5 separate regions of the Mus musculus genome follow, and all the other regions are linked to region 1. A link is a contact called in public HiChIP or PLAC-seq data. All regions are on one chromosome and are shown on one strand. The core of a region is the stretch at or near the end of the contact, and the rest is flanking DNA. Distances in the headings are between cores, read along the strand shown.

Region 1 (2,766 bases), core at 116-2,615:
AGGCTGTTTTCTCTGGGCTACACTTAGCAGGTGGTGTAATAAAGGCTGCTTAACTCATTTCTCAAAACTGCCTCTCAAAGGCGCTGATGCCTTTGGACAACTTGATTGAAGTTTTGGCAAGTTGGAGTTTTCTGTTTGCCCACCTCTGAAGTCTACCATGCACCCACATCTGAGAGCTCTTGCAGTGTCCCCCAAACATCCACAGAACCCCAGACACAGTACAGGACACGCTAACCAATTTGTCCCACTTCATCTTTTTTTTTTTTCTTTAAAATACTAAAAACTTTTTTAGCATGTTGGTACTGGCATTGAGACTTAAAGTTGTTTCCTTAATTTAAATAGTTTTGGCACTCCCCCTAGAAGAAAAATTAGAAATTTTTCTAATAAATAAATTTTTATAAAATAAATTTAAAAATAAAAAACTAGAAGAAAAATTCTCTTTCCCTAACAAGAAAAGTATGCCCTAGTAAGAGTTTACTGGGGAGCCAGTCAGTGGTGGCGCACACCTTTAATCCCAGCACGGGAGGCAGAGGCAGGCAGATTTCTGAGTTTAAGGCCAGCCTGGTTTACAGAGTGAGTTCCAGGACAGTCAGGGATACACAGAGAGACCCTGTCTCAAAAAAAAAAAAAAAAAAAAAAAAGGTGGGGGGTGGTTACTGGGTAGGACATTTTGGAGGGCCACATTGATCAAAATTGTTTTTTAAGATTTATTTATGTGTATGCCTTAGCATATGTAGGTACCCCTGGAAGCCAGAAGAGGGCGTCAGATCCCCTTGATCTGGAATTCCGGGCAGTTGTGGTTTCATGTGGGTGCTAGAAACAGAACCCCAGTCCTCTGCAAGAGCAACAAGCAATGCTCTTTTGCTCACAACAACCAAGTCTGTCCCCATCAGAGGTACTGGAGTCTGATGGCTTAAGCCACCCCTAGGGAGAATGCAAGAAACTCTTCCAGGGAAGGCAGCATCCTAGAGCTGAAAGAACAAACCTCAATAAAGGATACAAATGGAAACAAGCTGCAAGCTAACGTCTAATAACCTTTACCTCGTCCACACCCAGCAGCCTGGGGCACCTACAGAGAGTCAGCCCAGCCAGATGGTAGGATCTGCAAGGGCGGAGGGCTTTGCAAAGGAAAGCCAGACCAGGGATAACCACCGTTCCTCTCCGAAGGCAGGAAGCCAGACTGTTTCAGTACCAACAGACTGATTCAAAGAAAGGAATGAGGAATGACGGCAGAATGACAGCAACAGTCCAAATTCTGGCTCAAGGTCAAAGGTCTTTTTTTAAACTAAAAGGCCCTACTAACAGAACAGGGTGTCTTGGTAAGCTTGGAAAGAATTCCGTACCACACCCAGAGGAAAGGGGGTGAGTCAGAGACAACAGGAAGCAAGCAGACTGTTTCACTGCGGTAGCCAGGCTAGACCTGGTGACTTCTGGAGCCGACCATCTTTAAAAATCGTGGGATTTTTATACCTCAAGGGAGTCCTGGGAAATTCTGAAAAGCTACTCTTAAATATTTTGAAAAGTGGTTACTCTGTTGCTTAAAGTAAGGCATAGCCCTACCAATTTTTCCAGACCCACCCTTTTCCCAGAGTTCAGGGACTCTGGAACTTGTGATGTTTAAGCAGCTGTAATGTTTTCAATACACTAGGGACATAGCAGCTCCAGCGGTGACGGAAAGAGCTGGTATTCTAGAATCCCTCTAAATGATATCATCCTAGTTTCTTAAGAAAATGGCTGGTGTCTGAACGATAAACCTACAAAAGCAACATGGACTTACAGCCTGGATCCTACTTGAACTTCCAGTTTCATGAACACATTTTGTTTTTTCCTTTACCTTTGCCATCAGTGAACCCCTCTAAAGACTTCATTCTAAACTGTGGGTGGCAACTCATGAATGGATCACAAACTCCATTTCACTTGTCTTGATCAGCAGTTTTATTTTTTAAATAAAACAGAACAGACTAAGAAAATATCACAATGTGCCACATATCACAAGAGCAAATACCGTTTAGTGGAACTTTCATTTCAGTCAAATACGTAAATCCATTTGTATGTCATGATATAAATATTGGCCACAGTTGCCTTAAAAAAACTAATGTTCCAGACCAGGGACACAACCGTGCGGGGAGATCAGGGTGACGAGAGACAGAGATGGGTGGCGATGATGAGTTTTAATGCCCCAGCCAACACCCACAGTCACATCCGGCTCCTCAGACCAACTTGATCTTTGAGACTAGACTTTTGTACAGTCAGGCAACACGCAGAAGCCCAAGGCTCCGTGGGCATCACTCCTGCAGAATGCTAGAGAGGAAGGCAAGGTGATTACATCTCATAGCCAAAGTTCTTTTTATTCTTAAATAACTTTAATCTACTCTGGTTTCCAACAGGCTCTAACCCCAGAGCCCCCGGGGCTCATTTCAAGAAACGTCTTCTCATGTGGGGGGTCAGCTAAACAGCAGCTGCTTCCCCTCGGTCATCTCTAATAAAGGACGTGTACAGCTAGGTACAGCTAGGTTTGCGCAGGCAGGAAAGGTGTGACAAGAACTGCTTTGGTGGCGTGAACTACGAGGTGTTTCTTCACTGGATTTTGGTGACGGCTTCATGGATGGAGGTAGCGACGTAATCTAGGTTCTTGGTGGTCAAGCCGCACATGTTGATCCGACCACTCGGCAGGAGATAGATATGCTTCTCGTTGACCAAATACTCGACCTGCTTGGCTGTAGAGAAGACAGGAGGGCAAGACACTGACTTAAGCAGTGGACACTC
Region 2 (2,766 bases), core at 104-2,603, 910 kb before region 1:
AGCTGAAAAAGTTGAGGAGAAGGAAGTGCCAGGCCACTTAAAGCAAATCGCAGTGTGTGCGTCAAGAGGTGAAAACCTTCAGTACATTGTTCTTGAGCATGAGTAGAGCGTCCTTTGGCCCAGGAGAGCACGCAACAGATCAGAGCTGTGCTGAGAGTGGACGTGGGAGATAGATCATCCCTGAGTGCTTTGGATTGTAGTTAATCAGGTGTTTCAACCACTGCTTCATGCTGAATGATGAAACCGCATAAGTAAAGGGCTCAGCACAGGAGTATCTGGGACATCTTCCTGTGTTCTCCATTCCAAATATTTGATTGCTGACTAAAATTAGAAATGTATGTCACTGCTTCTCAGAATAAGCTGCTCTCTCATCTTCAAAGTCTACTATAATTTTATTTCATAATTTCACTTCATTCTTAGGAGTAGATGATTAATTGGCTGGTTCTAAAAGGCCAGCATTTGGTTCATAGGTCTAAAGCAGAGGAAGTAAATAATTTAATTATTTAGTTTGATTAATTAAATCACAGCAAACTTAGAGTCATCTCTGAACAATACTTGCTCTTTTGTAGTAAAACAGATTTACCCATGGTAGCTAACTCTGGGAAACCTTTTTGCACATTCCATCGTTCTGCAGCACTGTATTACTGACCATAGTCAGATTTTCAGGGTATTTTCATGTTTTTCCTGCCTATTAATCTGAAATTCACTTCATTTCTAACCATATAAGTATGTGAAAAAATTTTTACAGAGATGTAATATTCTTTCTTTCTTTCTTTCTTTCTTTCTTTCTTTCTTTCTTTCTTTTGGTTCAGAGACAAAAATGTCAACACTAGGACTAACTGACCACTTCAAGTGTTGCTAAAATAAACAGCCCGTGGTTCCTTGCACTTAACATACTGCAGATCATCTGCCAGTTAGCTGGGGCCTGATGAGCTCTGGATTACATTCTCCTGGAACACTGATGATTATATAAATACTTGATAAACTTTGTCTGAAGCCTTGCCACAATTAAGAGTTTGCTTATACTGCTCCCTTCTCTTGATCTCCCAAGTCTGCCAGGGAATAAAGGAAGGCAATTAGATTTGCCCAGGCTTGTTCTGCACAAAGCTTGCTGATTATTACTCTGTAGGTGGCGACAAGTGGGTTTTGTGATCATTTTTTAAGTGCCCAAGTAAATTTTGAAAGTCTTTAATTTGCAGCCCTTCTCTTTCCTTCCCTTTTCTTGTCAAATAAAGCCTGATGGGGCGTTCCCTTCTCAGGCCTCAGCACCTCTCTTCTCTGACTTCAGCGGCTCGCTCAGTGGGCATTTCTATCTGTGCTTTCACACTGGAGTGGGCGTCTTCAGGACAGTTTATGGAAATGCTCCAGGCTAGCCATTCCCTTCTACTGTTCCAGTCTCTCCTACTCCCTTCTCCTACTGCTGCCTGGGCTGTTTGTGTCCTTCACTTTACGCTAAATGGAGGCCATGCTAATGACAGCCTTTTTCATGCAGCCAGTCATGTAATGCCTTCTTTTGATAAAGGGACGTGTTTCTTTCAGTTAATTTTTTCACATGCTTTTCCTTTTCTTTTGATATTTTCAGATGCCAGGATCATGGGAAGTATGCTACTTAAAAATAAGAACTGGGTTTTGGCCTCATTTCTTCCTGATAATTGAGCCTTAGCGAGTCATGCAGGTCCCCTGTCCCAGAGGGGAGCACTTGAAAGGCCCCTTTGACCTGTATTCTCTGTGTTTCATATGCTTTATAGTTTCACTGTTTCTGTGTGCTTCTTTGTTTCCATGTTTTACCACCAGAATTGACACACACATGCACACATGCACACATATACATGCTCAGGTGAGACTTAGAAGTTAGGGGACTTTTGTTAGCAAGCATTGAACACTAGACATATTTCAAAATTGTGACTTTACAAAGATGGCACAGTGTCTGTATTATATGTTTTATAACACCAAAAGCAAACACATTAGCACTCATGTTCCTTGGGCAAAGTATGTAACAAGTCACATGAAGTGAACAGTAGAAGCCTCATGTCGGGTTAGGTTTGCTAACAAAAATGAATTTTGACACAAACTTTACAATAAAAACTATTTTCAGAACTTTTGATTTTGGACTTGTGAATTATAGGGCGGTCATATTTTTCTATTGTTTAGGGATAATTTTTCTGATTTGTTTCCTATCTTAATGAACAATTTGAGTTCTAGTAAATAATTTTCCTGATTCCTTTGTTTTTCCTTGGAATTCACAACCAGTTTTTTTCATCCATGGCTGCTTTGCATTTACGTCTTCCCTAACTCAGAACCATGCTACTTTCCTAGGAAGTCCTGGCAAAGTTTGGATAAGTTTATCCTTGGCATTGCTCATGGAGAACCTCAGCCAACCCAAGCCTGCCTGCTTTGCAGTTGAATTCTTTCTTGGGCGTAGTGTTAATCAGCCTTCAGTTTATAATTTGTTGATCCTCATTTTTTTGCCTTGTGTAATTTTGTTGCTATATTCAGATGATGCCACAAGATGGTGCCCAAATAGCAAGGAATTTCTCTCTCACATTCCCAGCCAACTTCCTTCCCCTTAACAGTACAGTCAAGTGTAGTTTAGAGATTTTTTTTTAAGTGATGTTCATGATTTGGAAGATAGGTTGAGATAGCAAGTGTTAAAACTCACCTTGATTTCTGTAATCTACCTGGTTCATGACTTGAAGACTCTTTTGTAGACATTGTCAGTCTGGAATAAGAACTCTTAAAAAGAATCATTTAAGGCTTATAATATGT
Region 3 (2,766 bases), core at 144-2,643, 840 kb before region 1:
CCACATGTGTGCTATGGGAGTGCATCCCTGTGCCCACGTCAATAATAAATGAAACAAAGCAAAACAAAAATGAAGCCAGTGACAGCTTGGGCTGGAATTTAAGCCACAATTAATTGAGCCAAAGGTAGAAACTGTCCCTAGACATGAGGGACCCTTGGGGACATTAAAATGTGCTTCTTGAATGTCAAGGATAAAGTTCTTCTAAGCTGCCGACAAATATCCATGAAAGGAATTTTAGCATTAAATAAAGTTCGACGAGTTTTTATCGATACCTTCTTAGAGCCATGTATGTGTGGGGTGGGGAAGGCCAGTAGGTAGTCCTGGCAACCTCACACTACTGAGGTAGAAGTTGTCAAGCATAACTGAGAGGCAGGGCTTCCAGAAACTTCTCTTAGAGCTCACTGACATTATTTTTAAAGGTTCTAAGAAGAATACTGGCTCAACTTTTTTCAGTCCAGACTTTTCTGAATTTTGCAATGGTCCCTCCTCTACTGCCCTCTTGCCCCTGGGGAATGTTTGCAAACATCTTTGGAATAGTCTAGGGGAGCCCCATCGGCCTGCAGGCAGCTCCACGGTGGGGGCCTGGGCTGTCAAAGCCGAAGGACACGCCCCTTTCTTTGTTCAACAGACCATGGGGCTCTGCTGCGAGGACTACAGAAGCTTCTCTTTGCTCTCTTGGTCAGAAAAGATGTTAGCTCCAGCTAGGATCTAGCTTAAAACGGGTGTCCTTCCAAATTGGGGGATTACTCAAACCTCTCAGCCTTTGAGCTAGAGGGATCCCTCGGGTCAGCAAACAAGTGTTCAGGCACGTGAGTGCCGCGTGGCTTTCGGAACACATGCAGGAGCGGGTTCCAGCAGGAGACTGATGCAGCCTGAATTGTAATCAGAGGAACACACTGGAAAACAACAGATTCGGGCCCTTTGCCTCTGGGCCGGCTTGGCAGCGTGGTGCACAGGACTCTGCTTGCCTCTGTGCTGAGCTCACCCTGCCAAGAGCCAGACTTTGTCCGAACATCCATGTGCGGGCTGAAGAGGGGAATCTGTTGACAGGACCCAGCTTCCAAGCCTGGACCTCGTGGCCATAGCTCTTCTCCAAAGTGACACGTAGCCAGGGCTGTTTACCCAGCAGAGTCAGTGCTTGGAGGCCACTTAGCTTGCCAGTGCTGTGGTAAGACGGAAATGCCTACATGGGCGTGGTGACATTTGTTTCTAGGTTGGAAAATAGCCTGGCAGTGTTCTTTGATGTCCCATGGTCCTGGACTGGCTTCAGGCCTGTCACCAGGCTTTCTGAGCCACCAGCTCTTCTGTGAGACATGCCCCCCCCCCCCCTGAGCTTAGCCTTCAGATTGGGTCATCAAGAATCTGTGGGAATCTCTGCATACCTTACCAAGTAGTCACTGTTTCTAGTCTGTCCTGAGTCACATGCATTTAAATGTCCCAGTAACGCCATGAGGGGGGAGTCCAAGGGTGCTCCTCATGTTATGTTGGGAAACTGAGCCCCAGAGAGGTGGAACTGGCTTCCAGGATTTCTGGGGTGGAGCTGGCATCTCTGCTTAGGTCTGATCTACAGAGGCCCGGCCCCAGTCACTTCATCTCTGCTTCAGAAATGGCCTCCCTCCGAGGGCCTGTTGGCGCGCTAGGGTCTCCCAGTTTCTCCTTAGGATCTTTTCTGCCAGGTGCTCCAGAGAAAGATGTGGGGAGGAGAAGTGGCCTTCTCTCTCTGGCTTGGAGGCCGCTGTCCCCTCGCTTGGGGTATCATAGAGTAGGGGCACAGAGGCTTGGAAAGGACAATTATCGAACTCACTTTGTCCTCCCAGAAGCTATGAGGGGAACAACCAAATATCTCATTTCATAGTTAGGAAACTGAGGTACAGAGAAGAATGTATGACGTTATATACTGACAAGCATCAGAGGTGAGGCCTAAACTCACAGTGGCTGGCTCTGGACATACCTGATGTACATTATGCTGTATTTTAGGTCTCAGAGGGCTGAAGATGGAAGATGTGGCCCTTTAATATGGTTCCTCGTGTTGTGGTGACCCCCCCCAACCATAAAATTATTTCTGTTGCTACTTCATAACTGTAATTTTACTACCGTGACGAATTGCAACGTAAATATCTATGTTTTCTGGTGGTCTTAGGTGACCCCCGTGAAACAGTCCATTGATCCTGAGGGGACTGAGACCCACAGGTTGAGAACCACCGCTGTAGAAGAAGCAATAAGCCCTCCCTACTCATACTATGGGAAGCCGAGTTCTATATCTACCTTTTCCTCTGCATCCAGGCCCAAGGGCAAGGTGTAAGAAGAGGAAATATTTAACTTTTTGTGTTACTCTGACCAAAAACCTGTCAAGAGGCAACCTAAGGGAGAAAGAAATTACTTTGGCTCACAGTTGTAAGGATACAGACCCAGTGCGGTGGGGAAGGCAGCTGGTCCCATTACACCACCCGCCAGGAAGCAGCTGACAGGAAGTGAGGGCAAGGCTATCAAAAATGTAAGGCTCACGGCAGCCCCTAATACTTCCTCTATCAAGACTCCACCTGAAGTGTTTCCACCATCTTCCAAAACAGCAGAGCTTGCAGGAAACCAGGTGTTCAAACACATGAGACTGTGGGGGAGATTCCACATTCAAACCACAAGGGGGAGTGTGCTGATGGGTGGTAGGGAAAAGGCACCCATTTATCTACTGGTTCCTTGGGCGCATTGCACCTGCAGTGTGTCTCACACTGTGATTGGCACAGAGGAATTTGGCTTTCATTGGACTGA
Region 4 (2,766 bases), core at 143-2,642, 640 kb before region 1:
GAATACCATAAACTAGTCATATTTTGATTCCAGCTGTATCTCCAATACTTAACCTTTAGCTACAAATTACAGAAGAGCAAACTAACAAATGAATGATCATTCAGGAAGCAGTAGAGTATGTTTGAAGAACCACAAATGCAGTGCAGTTTCTATATCCAAAAGTCCACATCTGTGACTTCAATGAACTACAAATTGAAAATATTTGAGAAAGAGTTACCTGCACTATAAATATTTTTCTTCTCATTATTCACTAAACTACAGAATAATGACTGTTTGCAGAGTCTACAGTAGATGTAGACTTACAGGTGATGTAAGTATGCAGGAGGGTGTGTGCATGTAATACGCAAACACTGTGTTATTGAACATGGGAGATTTGAAACATCTGTGGAGTTTGGTATCTGTGTAGAGTCCTGGAACCACAATGGCCCTGGGAATGGGGGATGCTTCTATCTCATGATTAAAGCACAGAGGAAAGTCACAGAGAGGGTGGGAATGGAGAAGGGCCAAAGGACAGTGCTGACGAGGTGTTCAGGGACCATCACACTGTGGGTCAAGTTTGATCTATACTGGGAAATAGGAGAGGCCCTGATATGTTCTATAATCCATAAACCAGAGAGGGTTAGGCACAGAAGAATTAGACTGGGGTGGGGCATATGTATATCCCTGGGAAGGAGGAAAAGAATAGATTTTATGGGTGGTTTGGGGGTGGGTGAGGATGAGAATGAGAGGATAAGGTGGGGAGGGGGAGGGGAATAGGGTTGAGGAAGGAAATGCAGTGAGAGACAGCTAGAATTGAGGGGCATTTGAGGGATGATATGAAAACCCAGTGTAGTGAAAACTTCCTAAAGTATACGAAGGGAATTCTAATGAGGTCTCCTAATGTGGGACACAGTCCCAACTGACCATTTCTTATCACCAAATGAGGCTTCCAATAGCAGGGCTGGGTTGCATTTAATTGAGTTGTTGGCCAATGGGGTCATGGAAATCCCCAAACAATCCAGGCTGTTGCTAAGACAACAGGTTGTTTTCCAGAAATTTACAGCAGGGCCCCATTGCTGCAGACCACACTCACACAACTCACTGAACATGGAAAATTCCAGCGGATGCCTCCATGAAGCTTTCACCTCTCTGTTCTAGTTCCTGGGTACAGGAAGATATTCTGAACACAACCAAGGAAGAAATATGAACACCAAACCCAGCCACAAGACCTTTGACCTACAATGTGTTCTTCCTATGAGATGTGCTAGGATAATGGTGGCACAGAACTTATAGGAGTAGCCAACCAATGTCTCATCTGACTTAAGACCCACTCCATGGGGAACCCATGCCCAACTCTGCTAGCATGACCAAGACCCAGAGATGACATCACCCAGAGTCCTAGGGTAAAACCAAACAACTACTCTTTTAAAAAAGAATCAATAAAATGACTCATACTCCTTTTCTGCTGTACTCATAGATCAGTGCCTTATTCAGTCATCATCAGAGAAGCGTTCTCCTACAGCAGACAGGAACAGATGCAGAGCCCACAATCAGGCAATTTATGTGGACACACACACACACACACACACACACACACACTTTGGAACACATGGCTCTAGATGGACTGTCTCCATCAGATCCCTTCCCTTAGATCTCAGGGAATCCCACAAAAGAGGAGGTGTTGAGTGTAAAAGCCAGAGGGGATGGAGGACACCAGGAGAACAGAGCCCTCGGAATCAACTAGCAGGGCTCACTGAAGTCACAGAGACTGAAGCAGCGAGCACAGGTTCTGCATGGGTCTGCACCAGGCCCTCTGCATATACACTGTAACTTTCAGCTTGGTGTTTGTATGGGACTGCTGACTGTGTGAACAAGGGGTCTTCGACTGATTCTGTGACTGCTTTTGAGGATCTTTCCTGTCTGCTGGGTTCCCTTGTCTGGCCTCCATGTGTTGATGTTTGCTCTCTTCTATTTTGTCAAAATAGCTTTGACTTCTCATTTTGTAGCATAGTACTTCATTATAATTCTTCATAAGTGTCATTTGAATAAACTGCCATACAATATCTTTATTATTTAGACAGCCTTTTGGTTTTGAAATTTGGAAAGATTCTAAGCAAATACTGTACAGTGTCCTTCTGTTGAACCCTATATAAAATTACCCTCCTTCCCTCTACCCCATGGCTACACTTGCTAGATCATTTCCAAGTTAATCATCCCAGACTCTATTATCATGGCATCCATATGGATTTACCTTCTTCCTACATAAAAGTACATGGTTTACTGATCCCTAAAAGAAAAGAATACTTTCTTTTTTCTGAGATTCACACTAACTAAAGTCACTGACTCCATACCACTAGGTATGTGGCCTTAAAATCTTTATCACTAAGAAACTCTAGTAAATTTTAATCACTAGACAAATTTTTCATGCACTTATCTAGTGCAAAAATCATGAAAGAAAGAGGAACACAAGGACCAACACAGTGATAGCTTACACCTGGTGAATAAGTAGGAGAGGCTAGATAGGAGTGATGATGAAGGTGCCATGAACCTGAGGAGACACATGGTTAGGAGGGACCACTGAATTCCATTTTGAGATATGTTGAGTTTTAGATACCATAGGATATCACACTATTGTAAATGGGTAGTTAGGAAGCTCTGTTTTGCCAACTGAACAAATTCCTTAGCTTTTATTTTAAAATAAAATAATGTTAATAATACCAAGTTAAAGACGTCTCTCTTTTTTGTCCTCTGACTTCCTTTTTTATCGGATATTTTCTTTATTTACAT
Region 5 (2,766 bases), core at 85-2,584, 610 kb before region 1:
TTTGATCCTCTTAGCACCACCAGCTACTGTCACCCTCAATGACAATCTTCTGAGACCTGAATACACTGTATAGCACTGCCCCACCCTAAGGGCCTCAGCTGTGGCCGCTCCTTTGTCCATCTACACCAGCATTTCCTTAATAATTACTTAAATGTTTACTTTATATCATATTACATAAAAATTAAATGTAATCTTTCACAACTAGAAAACAATGGTTTATATGATGGATACACTGTCCAGTTGTAGCAGGCATATGCTGTCCTCGATCTGGAGAGTGGGGACTGGCCGAGTACCAAGGACACAGGCCATCACACTGAAACTTCCTTCTGATCTCACAAGAACAAGGAGGAGGGTGCAGTTGTTCTGGTGGCGTCAACAGCCCATATTGTCCTGCTTGCAGACACAGCACACCCTGTTTGCTCTCTCTCCATATTAGTTATACCCATCTTAACTTGGGGAACACTGGTGCACAGAATGGTACCAGGCTTTGGCGCCAGAGTGTTCTGGGCTTGCCACTTCTAACTGTGCCCTCAGGACAGGTATTATCCTCTGTGGCTCCCCTCTCTGCTTCTTTTTTGGGGGGTGGGGTGGGAGTTGGGTTTGTTTGTTTGTTTGTTTGTTTGTTTGTTTGAGACAGGGTTTCTCTGTATAGCCTTGGCTGTTGTAGAACTCACTCAGTAGACCAAGCTGGCCTCGAACTCAGAAATCTACCTGCCTCCGCCTCCCGAGTGCTGGGATTAAAGGCGTGCGCCACCACCGACTGACCCTCTCTGCTTCTTAAGTAAATGAGATCTTCATCAGTGGCATAGGATGTGAGAAGATGAGAGATGCTATATTTATAAAATGGACAGCACAGGATAAGAATTAAGGACTACCTTGTATTATCTCTAACACTACCATTTTTGAGGCACAGATCAAACACTAACCTCTCTCCGAGAGCACCAGTTTCTGCCATGACCTTTCACAGTGCTGTGGCCAAGTTCTCACGGTGATCATCCTGCTTGCGTTTGTCTCTGTCATTGTTTGAAGAAGACAGATTCTTCCCAGCCCAGAAAAGCAGACATTGATGGAAATCCTACTTACTATGCTCAAAGTGTGTGAACCTCACCACAGTTTGTAAGAAGTTTGTACATTTAGTTCAGAAGAGACTGAGTTCTCAGGCGGATCAGGCCACACCATCAGAAGACTTACTCACACAAGCTGAAGACAGCACGGGTATATTTTTCCACTTGGTAAATTAAGAGACACTTAAGGACAGAGAATTTTCCACTACGTCCTTGTCCCTAGCATGTCTGTGTCTCCCACAGCTGTTCCTTCCTACCCCTCTTAATAAAATTCAAATTGCCTAAACAATGGCTGTTAACTCTTGAGCACAGTTCCTCCCTCTTCTGAGAACTGCCTTGTCCAAGGATTCCCGAAATCAACTGAACTTCCGCTAACCTCTCTTGTCTAAGTTCAGAAACAGCTTCTGACCTTCTGGAGTCAGAACGCTCCTTCTGAACCTTCTCTTTGTCTGCATTTTTGAAAGAAGACATATGCTAATGTGCTCTGGATGATTTTCTGCTCTGTAGAAGGCAATAAAGTGTGATAAAAGTATATTTTGGGATCTTAAGTAAGAAATTAAAGGTAAAACAGTTTAATTACGAATGTTTCACTGAAATGAGAGAATACACGAAGTGACCGGCGTGTCACTCTTTCTCTACAGCATGCTCAGCTGTATTCTCTAGGGATCTTGCTGTCCCTCAGCTCCTTATATCTCTCTAATTAGATATCTGAGCTTATGCTAAAGTCGGAGGCCCCTTGAAAAGATCAGTCCTCCACTTCGAGTTTCAAGTTAGCTTTAAAAAATCTTTCATAAGGCAACGGTCTTAAAAATATTTTGTTATATGTCTACTCCTAAAACTGTTCTTAATTTAACAACACTTTGGGGTATGAACACAGAAGTTCATTAGAAACCACACTGTAGAGAAGACAGTACATGACATGATATATATATATATAGGGAAGGTTTGCAGGAAACTAGACCTGGACCACAGGAAAGATACTCAGTATTCACTCCCTAGTTGGTGGGCAATGGAAAAAGAACAAAGCACTGTTGGAAGACTTCCCAGGCCAACTCAGGGCAGCTGTGGGGCCAGGGATCAGTGGCACTTTGAGTGCAAAAGGAGGCACATTCAGCATGCCTAGCTTGACACTGCTTTTGTCTGACCTCAGATTTCCATGGTCTGTAAGGTCACAAGGAACTTCCATGTTCTAGAATAATTTTGGTGACAGAATTAAACTATGAAGTCTCAGGGTTTGGGGAGCAGAGGCTATGTCAGTTCTAAGAGCAGGTGCCAGTATGAAGGAAAACCAAAAACTCCGGAGAAGTGGATGTTGCTGAATGAGGGTCAATTAGTAATCAAATGTTAGCAGACAGGCCACCAGTGCTAGCATGTGGCATAAACATCTCTGTCCCCAGATGCTGGTCCAGCACAGCTTGGGCCTGAAACCTGACTGGGATGGTAAAGGAATAGAGAAGGGCAGACACATAGGCACACAGACAGCAAGGCTGGGCTGGTTGGTGGGTGTGAGCTCTGACGGAACAAGAACAAATATATGGCCACCAGGTACCACAAGTCTGTTATGCACAGGATGGTGGTGGGGGCAGGGTGGAGAGTTAGCTGGTCTCAGCAGAAGGTCTCTGCCAGCAAATAGTTTGAGGCTGTAAACATCTGGGTAGAGGAAGTTGCTGGTGCTAGATTTTGCATACACTCTTAGCATTCA

Evidence for each region. HiChIP or PLAC-seq counts read pairs in DNA pulled down with a chosen protein or histone mark.
Region 2: an H3K27ac HiChIP or PLAC-seq map of embryonic stem cells shows a contact between it and region 1, with 3 times the contacts expected there. The contact joins two enhancer-like sites. A contact is called at or near these places in 2 of 115 datasets of contacts at active chromatin or transcription factors (embryonic stem cells and hepatocytes) and 1 of 9 other capture datasets (embryonic stem cells).
Region 3: a contact with region 1 is called in a FOXA1 HiChIP or PLAC-seq map of pancreatic cancer cells. The contact joins two enhancer-like sites. A contact is called at or near these places in 2 of 484 Hi-C or Micro-C datasets (the N1E-115 cell line and bone marrow-derived macrophages), 2 of 115 datasets of contacts at active chromatin or transcription factors (embryonic stem cells and pancreatic cancer cells) and 1 of 9 other capture datasets (embryonic stem cells).
Region 4: a contact with region 1 is called in a FOXA1 HiChIP or PLAC-seq map of pancreatic cancer cells. The contact joins two enhancer-like sites.
Region 5: a contact with region 1 is called in an H3K27ac HiChIP or PLAC-seq map of embryonic stem cells, with 3 times the contacts expected there. The contact joins two enhancer-like sites. A contact is called at or near these places in 1 of 484 Hi-C or Micro-C datasets (the N1E-115 cell line), 5 of 115 datasets of contacts at active chromatin or transcription factors (astrocytes and embryonic stem cells) and 1 of 9 other capture datasets (embryonic stem cells).

Annotation. Positions count from the first base shown.
Region 1 is chr19:43,497,841-43,500,606 of GRCm38.p6, forward strand. Got1 (glutamic-oxaloacetic transaminase 1, soluble) reads right to left here. Exons shown (of 9, transcript NM_010324.2): 9 at 1,912-2,717. The coding sequence ends at 2,578. Among named protein-coding and RNA genes, the nearest start is that of Got1, 25 kb to the right of the region's middle. Within about 2 kb of position 1,366, at least 88 of the 459 cell types and tissues checked have an H3K27ac peak or open chromatin away from gene starts, as enhancers often do. A contact at or near this core is called in embryonic stem cells and pancreatic cancer cells, where this site is marked.
Region 2 is chr19:42,586,923-42,589,688 of GRCm38.p6, forward strand. All of the region lies in intron 6 of R3hcc1l (R3H domain and coiled-coil containing 1 like), which reads left to right. Among named protein-coding and RNA genes, the nearest start is that of Loxl4, 24 kb to the right of the region's middle. Within about 2 kb of position 1,354, at least 15 of the 459 cell types and tissues checked have an H3K27ac peak or open chromatin away from gene starts, as enhancers often do. A contact at or near this core is called in embryonic stem cells, where this site is marked.
Region 3 is chr19:42,658,963-42,661,728 of GRCm38.p6, forward strand. No RefSeq gene overlaps it. Among named protein-coding and RNA genes, the nearest start is that of Gm25216, 40 kb to the right of the region's middle. Within about 2 kb of position 1,394, at least 109 of the 459 cell types and tissues checked have an H3K27ac peak or open chromatin away from gene starts, as enhancers often do. A contact at or near this core is called in pancreatic cancer cells, where this site is marked.
Region 4 is chr19:42,858,834-42,861,599 of GRCm38.p6, forward strand. The region is part of intron 9 of Hpse2 (heparanase 2); the gene reads right to left. Among named protein-coding and RNA genes, the nearest start is that of Hps1, 80 kb to the left of the region's middle. Within about 2 kb of position 1,393, at least 6 of the 459 cell types and tissues checked have an H3K27ac peak or open chromatin away from gene starts, as enhancers often do. A contact at or near this core is called in pancreatic cancer cells, where this site is marked.
Region 5 is chr19:42,890,432-42,893,197 of GRCm38.p6, forward strand. The region is part of intron 9 of Hpse2 (heparanase 2); the gene reads right to left. Among named protein-coding and RNA genes, the nearest start is that of Hps1, 110 kb to the left of the region's middle. Within about 2 kb of position 1,335, at least 8 of the 459 cell types and tissues checked have an H3K27ac peak or open chromatin away from gene starts, as enhancers often do. A contact at or near this core is called in embryonic stem cells, where this site is marked.